Regions from separate parts of the Zea mays genome. Here region 1 is linked to region 2. The links are chromatin contacts, called in public Hi-C maps. All regions are on one chromosome and are shown on one strand. Each heading gives the region's core, a stretch centred on a gene start, on an enhancer-like site or on the middle of the called end of the contact. The rest is flanking DNA. Distances are from core to core; before and after follow the strand shown. Region 1 holds the start of LOC103635287 (ABC transporter B family member 11). Region 2 holds the start of LOC100282264 (anaphase-promoting complex subunit 10).

Region 1 (4,537 bases), core at 1,345-3,844, 200 kb after region 2:
AACTCTGGTGACCTGACTGCTAGTCTGACTGGCAGACTGCAGGTCAGAAGTTAGAGGGGTCAGAGACCAGTTGAACTGCCCCTAGGACTAGTTCAGCTGGTCTAGACCAGAGGGTTTAGGAGAGAAAACCCCAGCTCAACTACCCAGGGGCAAGTTCAGCTGGTGTATGGTCAAAGAGGTCCACAGATAAAGTTGAAGTTCAGCTGGAGTTGAAAGCTCAACTCAGTTGAAGTCCAGCTCAGCTGAAAAGCTCAGCTGCAGCTGAAAAAGCTCAACTCAGCTGAAGTCAAGTTCAGCTGGAAAGCTCAGCTGCAGTTGAAGAAGTTCAGCTGCTTTTCAGTAAGAACACTCTAGGTTTCTCAAACCTAACCATGGTCAACCAAAAAATGTTAAAGTGATTTTTGGTTTTCAAAAATAGCTTTTGAATTTGGGGACTTGAGCTATAGCAAACACCTTTACCTGTGCGGAAAAGAATAAGGAAGAATTACATCATGCAACTCAAGATTTTACATAAAATTTTATACGTCCGTTGCATGAAGTCCTTGGTGCTTTCTTAAGTTCCTGTTTCTTTCTAATCATACACTGGGAACAAAAACTGTTAGTATCCTTATTTGTTTCATCATTAAATCACCAAAACCCTCACTTGGGGTTGATTGCACTTACACACATGTGTGTGCCCGGGCCTACTGCCTCCGTAGGAACCATCGAATCGATCTGCACGACTGCACCACAGCTCTCGCTCACTCTCTCGAAGACTTGTTTCGCGGCAACCATAACCATGGCTGACGAGTGCAATGGCGAATCTAAAGTGAATCAGGGGAGGGTGCACATATCTTGAGGATGCATAGTAATAATTTATAGGTGGTGCATATATGGTGAAATCTGGTCCAAGTCACTGATTTTGCAAATTTTCGTGGATGCATGTGCATCCACTCCTATGAACCTAGCTTCGCCCCTGGACGAGTGCAAATTACTGTAGGGCTGCCAATGCACGACTCGGGTGGTGCTGGACCACAGACATAAGATATGTTTCCATAGTAAAAAAAACTAGGTTTGTACGTCGTTACGATTTTCATTTATTCTTGAGTATAAAAATATAAAATACAAATACATGTGTAATATGTGTATGAACGTGGGTTTGGAACCAACAACCAAAGTTCTTATTTGTGCATAATTTTAGTTTTTTCTGTTTATAGGTGGGAATGACGGCTATGGAACCTGATGCTTTATATAGTAGAGAAGAAAAGCGCAATAGTGAACATGCCTATGAACTTACTTGTTTGTAACCACTGAGGTAAAAAAGGAGTATTTATGATTATACCCCTCTTCAGTGTTGCAATTGTGATTTTATTCCTTGTTTTTTAACTTTACAATTTTACCACCTCGTTCTTAAAAACAAAGCGCTATCATACTCCTTGCGCAGCTGAAAAGGGGGGGAAAAGAGATGACCAAAACTTGCGACGAGTTCATCTTTTACTGTCTTTTATTCATGTGCATTGATTCCGTGAATCATCTTTTATTGCGATTTTTTGTGCAGTGATTTGGCCCCGTGTTTTAGAAACGCCGTTGAATTTGGTCCTGCCGAATAGTCAACGTTGGGTGGGAATTTGGTCCTGTCGATGTAGCCATTAGAGAAGAGGTTTGGTTCTCCCGAACAGATATTGTTTTTCTAAGTTGTAGAGATATAGACAGATAAGGGTTTGATCCTACTGAATAGACATTGTCTTTTTAGACCGTAGAGATGTAGATAGAGAAAAATTAGATATATACTAAATACCTTCTTTATTGTTCATTTTATATTTCTAGAAGTCAACTTATATTAATTTTGGTTAGTTTTATAGAAAATATTGTTGATTTTATATCCCTAAATATATTTATTATAAAAACATATAATGTGACTAACATAAAAGTATTAAACTTTTTATACATATTTGGTGAAAGTTTAGATTAGTTGACTTATATATTTATTATAAAAAACATATAATGTGACTAACATAAAAAATATTATTTTTTATATATATGGTTAAAGTTTAGATTAGTTGACTTTTTCCAACATGGTATAGAGTAGTGACGGCCACATGAATTAAAGATAACCTAGGGGCCTGTTCGGTTACATCGGAACGAGACTAGAAACTATTCTAGATGATTAATTAAATACAAATTAAACTATCATTTCAAGTAGAATTGTTCGGATGTTGAATCCGGAATAACCGAACAGACCTAGATAAGATTATCAACTGCTAACAACCATATGCGAGATTATCAGCTGGAATCAAATATTTAGACTTGCGTGCTCCCTCCAGCGGCAAAGGCAGTGGTGAGTCCGTCTCTGGTATAGAGATTTATTTTGGAATTGAGGTGTATGTCTATAGAGATAGGGAAATTTGGATCCATACCATTAAAAGATCACCACTTTGGATCCATACCATTACTATCTCACTTACATGTGGGTCCACATAAGTCAATGACATGTGGGGTCCATGGTATATATCTAAAGTTTGGATCTTTTAATGGTATAGATCCAATTGTTCCATAGAGATATGAGACGTAGACGTAGTACAGATTAGCAATTTAAATCGCAGTTGCAGTTGCAGCCCGCTACACGCTCCAAAATCCGGTGGCCGCCTGCCCGCCTCTGCTTCCTCCCGCCCCGCGTGCGAGAGTCCCCGGAATCTGCACTCCCGCGGCCGGCCCCCGCCGCTATAAAGCGCGCCTTGCTCTACCCCAGCGATGCAACGCCCGTATCGTCGAGCACGCGGAGCCGAGGAGAGAGAGGGATGGCCTCACCAGCACCAGAAGCCCTGGAGGAGGAAGAGAAGGGAGTGGTGGGTCTGCACCGGCTGTTCCGGTTCGCGGACGGCGTGGACGCGGCGCTCATGGCCGTGGGGGCCGCGGGGGCTGTCGCCAGCGGCGTGGCGCAGCCGCTCATGACGCTCGTCTTCGGCGAGGTCGTCGACGCCTTCGGCTCTGCGTCCCGCCATGACGTACTGCACCGCGTCTCCGGGGTGTGCATCGAATCTCGATCCTCGTTGGACTGATGAATGTTAGTGATGATAAATCTCGATCTCCGGGGTGCATCTTATACTGATGAAATATTAGTTATTCAGATGCTCAACTATTCGGGTGATCTGGTATTCTGATCACACATTCACATTTCACACGGGTAGTGCTAGTTACTACTTACTACTAAGCACGTGGCACTCCATAGTTCATTTCGAACATGTGAAGTAAATTAGTAAATAAAATAGGACTGTTATCCATTGTACTGCTTGTGATCCCATTGTTTGCTGGATAACATCTTCCTGCGATGGAAACAGATGGGATTCATCCTCGACTAAAATCTTTTACACTGCTGTTTCAGGTGTGCCTGAAGTTCTTCTATTTGGCCATTGGGTCATGGTTTGTTTGCTTCCTACGTGAGTACTAGTATTTCCTCAATCCTCAGTGGTTTATTGTGTTTGTTTATGCTTTAGTCAGCCTTTATAGTGATGAATATTAGTTTTTCAGTCACCCACTAAATCTTATTAACCTTCAGAATGGAAAAGAATGAAGCACGGTTTTGCACCTAGCCCATGTGACCATGTATACGAAAAATTATAGGAATGGGAACCAATTTTACTTCGTGAAAGTCTATTCACGTGATGGTATGTTATTCATATTGCCATAAGCCTATAACTGAAACCAAGAAATCCCGTAGTAACTTTATCTTCTTTCAGAAAGGAGAAACATTAACCAGGTTTGTAATAGGCTACTTAGATCCACTATTTTCTGCAGCATAGATACTGCCAGAGGCATCTAAGGTGTTACTCTTTTTCATTGTTTTGAGGCACTGCCAGTTATAGATTAGCACTAAGGTGTTAGTGTTTTTTATTGTTTTAATAGAGGTTGCATGTTGGATGATCACTGGAGAAAGACAAGCAGCTCGCATACGAGGTCTCTATCTTAAAGCTCTATTGAGACAAGACATTGCATTTTTTGACAAGGAAATGACCACTGGACAATTGGTTGAGAGTATGTCCGGAGATACAATACTTATCCAGGATGCAATTGGCGAAAAGGTTGACCCATGTAACTGTAAACACATCATTGTCAGCTTGTGCATTGTGATGCTGGTTCATATTAACTTTACTAAAGCGACGAAGCACATAGGCAGCGTGTTTGTATCTAATGATTTAAACTTATCTTCTGTGTTTCGAATTAAGGAGTATAAATTATCCTTATATGCGAATATGTGATTGCAAATTGTGGTGATCTGATGTCTGTTCTGGATAGTCAACTCAAATATTCGTTTCCATTCCAGGTTGGGAAGTTTATACAGCTTACTGCCACATTTGTTGGAGGGTTTGCGGTTGCTTTCTCTAAAGGATGGCTTTTAGCTGCTGTTATGATGTCAAGCGTCCCTCCTATAGTAGTTGCTGGAGCAGCTATTTCATGGACTGTATCGAAACTGGCGAGCCAGGGTCAAGCTAAGTACAATGAAGCAGGCATTGTTGTGGAACAGACAATTGGAGCCATCAGAACAGTAGACCCTTGCTTA
Region 2 (4,540 bases), core at 1,560-4,059:
TCATAAAAATGTTTTTTTTTAAATGAAACTACAAAGTTTCAAAGGTTTAACAGTACGACCGTCCATAAACTGTATAGGCTAACCTAAGGCACTGAACATCAAGGGCACAAAATGATTGGGACCAACCAATGAACCAAGCAAACACTGCAAGCCAACAGAGGCCGCGAAACAAATTCAAAAGTATGTTATTGCTACCTAAGGCTATGGCCAGCAGGTACATGTGCCCTGCAAATCACTATTTTGCACTGCACTCTTTATGTAGTGGGGTTTAAAATATGAGATGTGGATGCTGCTGAGCTAACTTAACAACTTCATTACACATACACGTCCAAGACCCGATAGACAGCACACAAGCAGGCAAATATACTAATATGGCGCGATCATCCAGAGCCATGAGCTGCCGATCCTATCTTGATTGCTCATCCACTGTCATCTAATAGTAGAGTATGTGATGAACTCCCTGGAAGTAAAATGAAACGGCTGGTGGGGAACAGGATTCCTGAAACAAGAACACCATAAAAAAATCAAGATTTTAATTGTACATAAAGTTCTATCATTCTATCTAGGTCATGTGGCATGTGATGAGTACAAGCATCAAATCCTATGTAGACCATGTGGCATTGTATGGGTACAAGCGTCTATTAACTCTATTGTAGCTCCATAGATCTTGGTTTAGTCAAACATACTCATGTATTACAAAATAATACTCCCTCCGATTTTTTTATATGACACCGCTTAGTTCAATATATGACACCGCTTAGTTCAAAATTGAACTGACCAACGACATATAAACAAACAGAGGTAGTAATAGATATGCAAGGTATATCCATCTTACGGTCTTGGCCCGTAGATCTTGATCTGTCGGACATGAGTATCCCTCCCATTCAGATGATTGGATAAAACAGCAATTTGGAGCATAAATGTGTGAATGAATGTTTCTCTGCATACATACCCAAAAAAAGACAGTAATATATCTGCCTACATTACAGAAGTAAAATCAAGTAGTACAAGCTTTAAATAGAGTGTCCCTTCCACTAACTTCTAAAATAGTTTCACTTCCTAAATTATTATGATGATAAAATTCTTCAAGCATTCACTACATAAAATATTTTAACTCTTTCCTGGTGATATTTGTTACTAACCTTGGGATTGACGATTGATAATCAGTCCCTAAGGACTATAGGTTATATATATAGGCAGCAGGCCTGGGCCTAATGGGCCTTAACAATATTATGGATGTAGTATTATCTGGCTCAAATGTTCGGTATGGAACGACAAACCCGACAGGATATCCAAGTCTTTTCAAATTCAACACATAGATTCAAACCAAAACAACAAACCAAGGCTGTTAGCTAAGCTCTGCACATTTGTTTTGTCCTCCTACATGTATAAAGGGAGTATACACATAATTTTAGGAACGGTTATTCATCTTCATATTACAATGCATACCGTGGATCAATCCCGGATAATGATATGTGGACCCATCCAACTGGCTTTGCAAGCTCCACCGTTCTAATCTCCTGGAATCATGAGATACGTTACTGTAAATATTCAAATGATGCCAAAACTGGCAGTTAGTAAGCTCAACATTTCAATTTTCAAACGACTAGTTCATACAGCAGTACTTGCAATGCAGAAGCAAACCTCCAGGTAATGTCAGGTCATATTAACTGTATCTAACTTCTAGGAAGGCACAAAATACCAGAAAAACGATCTAGTTACAGTGTATAAAATCAGTTCAAGTTTACCCTCAGAATGATTATTTCGCAGGTTTCGGAACTCGGACTCTGTGTCATACTCAACTCGGACGAATCAACATGTATAATCTTGTTTAAATCTATTACAGCCGACTAGGTTCTGAACATCCTTCAAATGATATCTCATGGAGAAAAAGCGTACCTTTAGGTTGTGGAAGCCATCCCCGGCCCGGATGGAGATCTTGCTCGGCGTGTAACTCTCGTCGAGCTTGAAATCCACGTAGAGCACAACGAGCTACCGCACAACATAGAACCAATTAGTCTCAAAACCATCGAATCACAAGGCAAAGGAGTAGCATCTCTACTGAAGCAGGCACCTGCAGCTGCACCTTCTTCTGGAACTGGATGTTCACCAGGTGCGGCTGCGCCCCATCAGACCTGAAACCAAATCGCAGGACCCGAATCACCAACTCTGACCTTCTAGCTTCAACTAATTCGACAAAGAAAAAAAAAGGTGATCCACTGACTGCCAGTAGGTGTCGAGGTTGTCGTCGCGCAGGGCCGCGACGCCGTTGCCGGCCTTGCAGGAACTGACGCTCCACGCGGCCGTCTTCGCCATCTCTCGCATGTCCGCGTCCACAGTCAGTTCCGGGTTCCCCTTCAGACGCCCAGCGCCTGGGGTCGCCGCCGCTGCTGGGGTCGCCGCCGCTTCCTCCTCGGCGTCGGATTCCATCGGACCAGTGCGAGGTGAAGAATCGGAGGAGTGAAGAACGCTCACCAGGGCGGAGTCAGAGTCTCGGACAGTCAGACAGGACAGGGCGAGAGGCAGTGCAGGGCGGAATCGGGACTGGGCAGCGCTTGACGCCTTGGCCCGGCGCCGGCGGCGCACGCGACCACACCGGGGTGCCGCTGTCGCACGGCGATAGGCCGTCCGCACTCGCCTATCGTATCTCCCCTCGGCCGGTTGCCGGTCGTGTCGCCCTCGCGGCGGTCGCTGTTCGTGGCGGCGGCGCGGCGTATGGTATGGGGATCCCCCGGCGCAGGAGTCGCCGTTTCGTCGAGTGCCCAAGTGGGGGTCTCAGTTTTTTTTTATTTTTTAATAATTAGATGCGTACCGTTAAAAGATTATAACTTTAAATATATACCATTGATTATACATGTCATTGACTCATGTAAACCTCACATGTAAGTGAGATAAAAATGATATATATCTACGGTTGTAATCTTTTAATGGTACAAATCCATATTTCCCATTTTTGATATTTTAGCTCTTTTTCGAGAGAAAATAATTATGTTTAGGCCCTTAGACGACTTAATTCCGTTTTTTGACCTTATGCTCGACACCACACCCCGTGGCACCAAGTTAACACGGCTGTGGTGTACGTGCCAAGCTGGCAAGCAAGGGTCGACATGGCGCCAACGTGCGCCACAGACCTTGGTGTCGAGCTACGCCCGATCATTTGTCTCCCTCATTTCCATCTGCTTCCATACAACCGAGAGATGCTCCAATCTCTGTATTCGAGTTGGAAAACTTTGATTTGATCTGTATAGCTTTAAGACCAAGATATGGTGTCTCATTAACTCGTTTGTTACGTATATTGCTTAGTATGGTTTTGATTAATTGATTTTGATTGGTGCACATATTGTTATTAGTTATGATTTCTAAAATATATGGTTGATATGATGACTACAATTTGTTAGATAGGTTTTGAATCACGGGTTTATAAAATATTTAGTGTTATGAAACTATGAATACCATGGTATTTATAAGCTAAAATAATTTCTGCTATTTTTCTATAGTTGTGTTAATATATAGTAGTTTCTTACATGGATGACTGGTTACCTCATTTAAATCGTTGAATTTCCATGACATAAGAACCTGCAAAATATCAGTCATTAGGATTGCAAAGAAGTGCCTTTTATAAATATCAGTAATAAAAACCTGTGTCTCCCGCCCGAGGTTGGCCTCGGGCGAGGCCTGACTGCGTCTCCTGTCCGAGGTTAGCCTCGGGCGAGGCGTGAATGTGTCTCCCGCCCAAGGGTAGCCTCGGGCGAGGCATGACTGCGTCTCCCGACCAAGGTTAGCCTGGGACAAGGCGTGACTGCATCTCCCACCGAGGGTGGCCTCGGGCGAGCCGTGACTGCGTCTCCTGCCTCAAGTTGGCCTCGAGTAAGGCATGACTGCGTCTCCCGCCCGAGGTGATTGCGTCTCCTGTCCGAGGATGGCCTCGGGCGAGGCATGACTGCGTTTCCCGCCCGAGGCCACCCTCGGGCAAGGTGTGACTCTGTCTCCCACCTCAAGGTGGCCTCGACCAATCTGTGACTGCGTCTTCCACCCGAGGGTGGCCTCAGGCGAGGTGTGACTGCGTCTCTCGCCCGAGGGTGGCTGCGGGCAAGCCGTGATTGTAGTCTCCCGCTGAAAGGGAAATAGGCTTACACCTTTTCCTAATTGATTTTGGTGGTTGAATTGCCCAACACAAATAATTGGACTAACTAGTTTGCTCTAGACTATAAGTTCTACAGGTGCCAAAGGTTCACAATAAACCAATAAAAAGACCAAGAAAGGGTTCAAACAAAGGGAGCAAAAGACAACCGAAGTGTGCCCTGTCTGGTGCACCGGACAGTGTCCGGTGCACCAGGGAACCCGACTCCGAACTGCTCACCTTCGAGAATTCTGGGAGCCGCTCCGCTATAATTCACCGGACTGTCCGGTGTGCCAACGGAGCAACGGCTACTTCGCGCCAACGGTCGTCTGCAAGGGCATTAAATGTGCTACAGTGCGCGCAGAAGTCAGGCACGCGCCAGAAGGCGCACCAGGCAGTCTACAGGACCTGTCTAGTGCA

Evidence for each region. A called contact is a pair of places that touch in the nucleus more often than the background predicts.
Region 1: a contact with region 2 is called in a Hi-C map of ear, with 4 times the contacts expected there. The contact joins the promoter of LOC103635287 here to the promoter of LOC100282264 in region 2. A contact is called at or near these places in 3 of 25 Hi-C or Micro-C datasets (ear, leaf and tassel).

Annotation. Positions count from the first base shown.
Region 1 is chr8:64,997,207-65,001,743 of Zm-B73-REFERENCE-NAM-5.0, forward strand. It overlaps LOC103635287 (ABC transporter B family member 11), which reads left to right and starts at 2,595. Exons shown (of 12, transcript XM_008657780.3): 1 at 2,595-3,005; 2 at 3,362-3,416; 3 at 3,883-4,058; 4 at 4,301-4,522. The coding sequence starts at 2,778.
Region 2 is chr8:64,797,762-64,802,301 of Zm-B73-REFERENCE-NAM-5.0, forward strand. LOC100282264 (anaphase-promoting complex subunit 10) reads right to left here and starts at 2,810. Exons shown (of 6, transcript NM_001155176.2): 1 at 2,225-2,810; 2 at 2,075-2,135; 3 at 1,900-1,992; 4 at 1,450-1,520; 5 at 836-940; 6 at 2-499. The coding sequence starts at 2,430. The coding sequence ends at 430.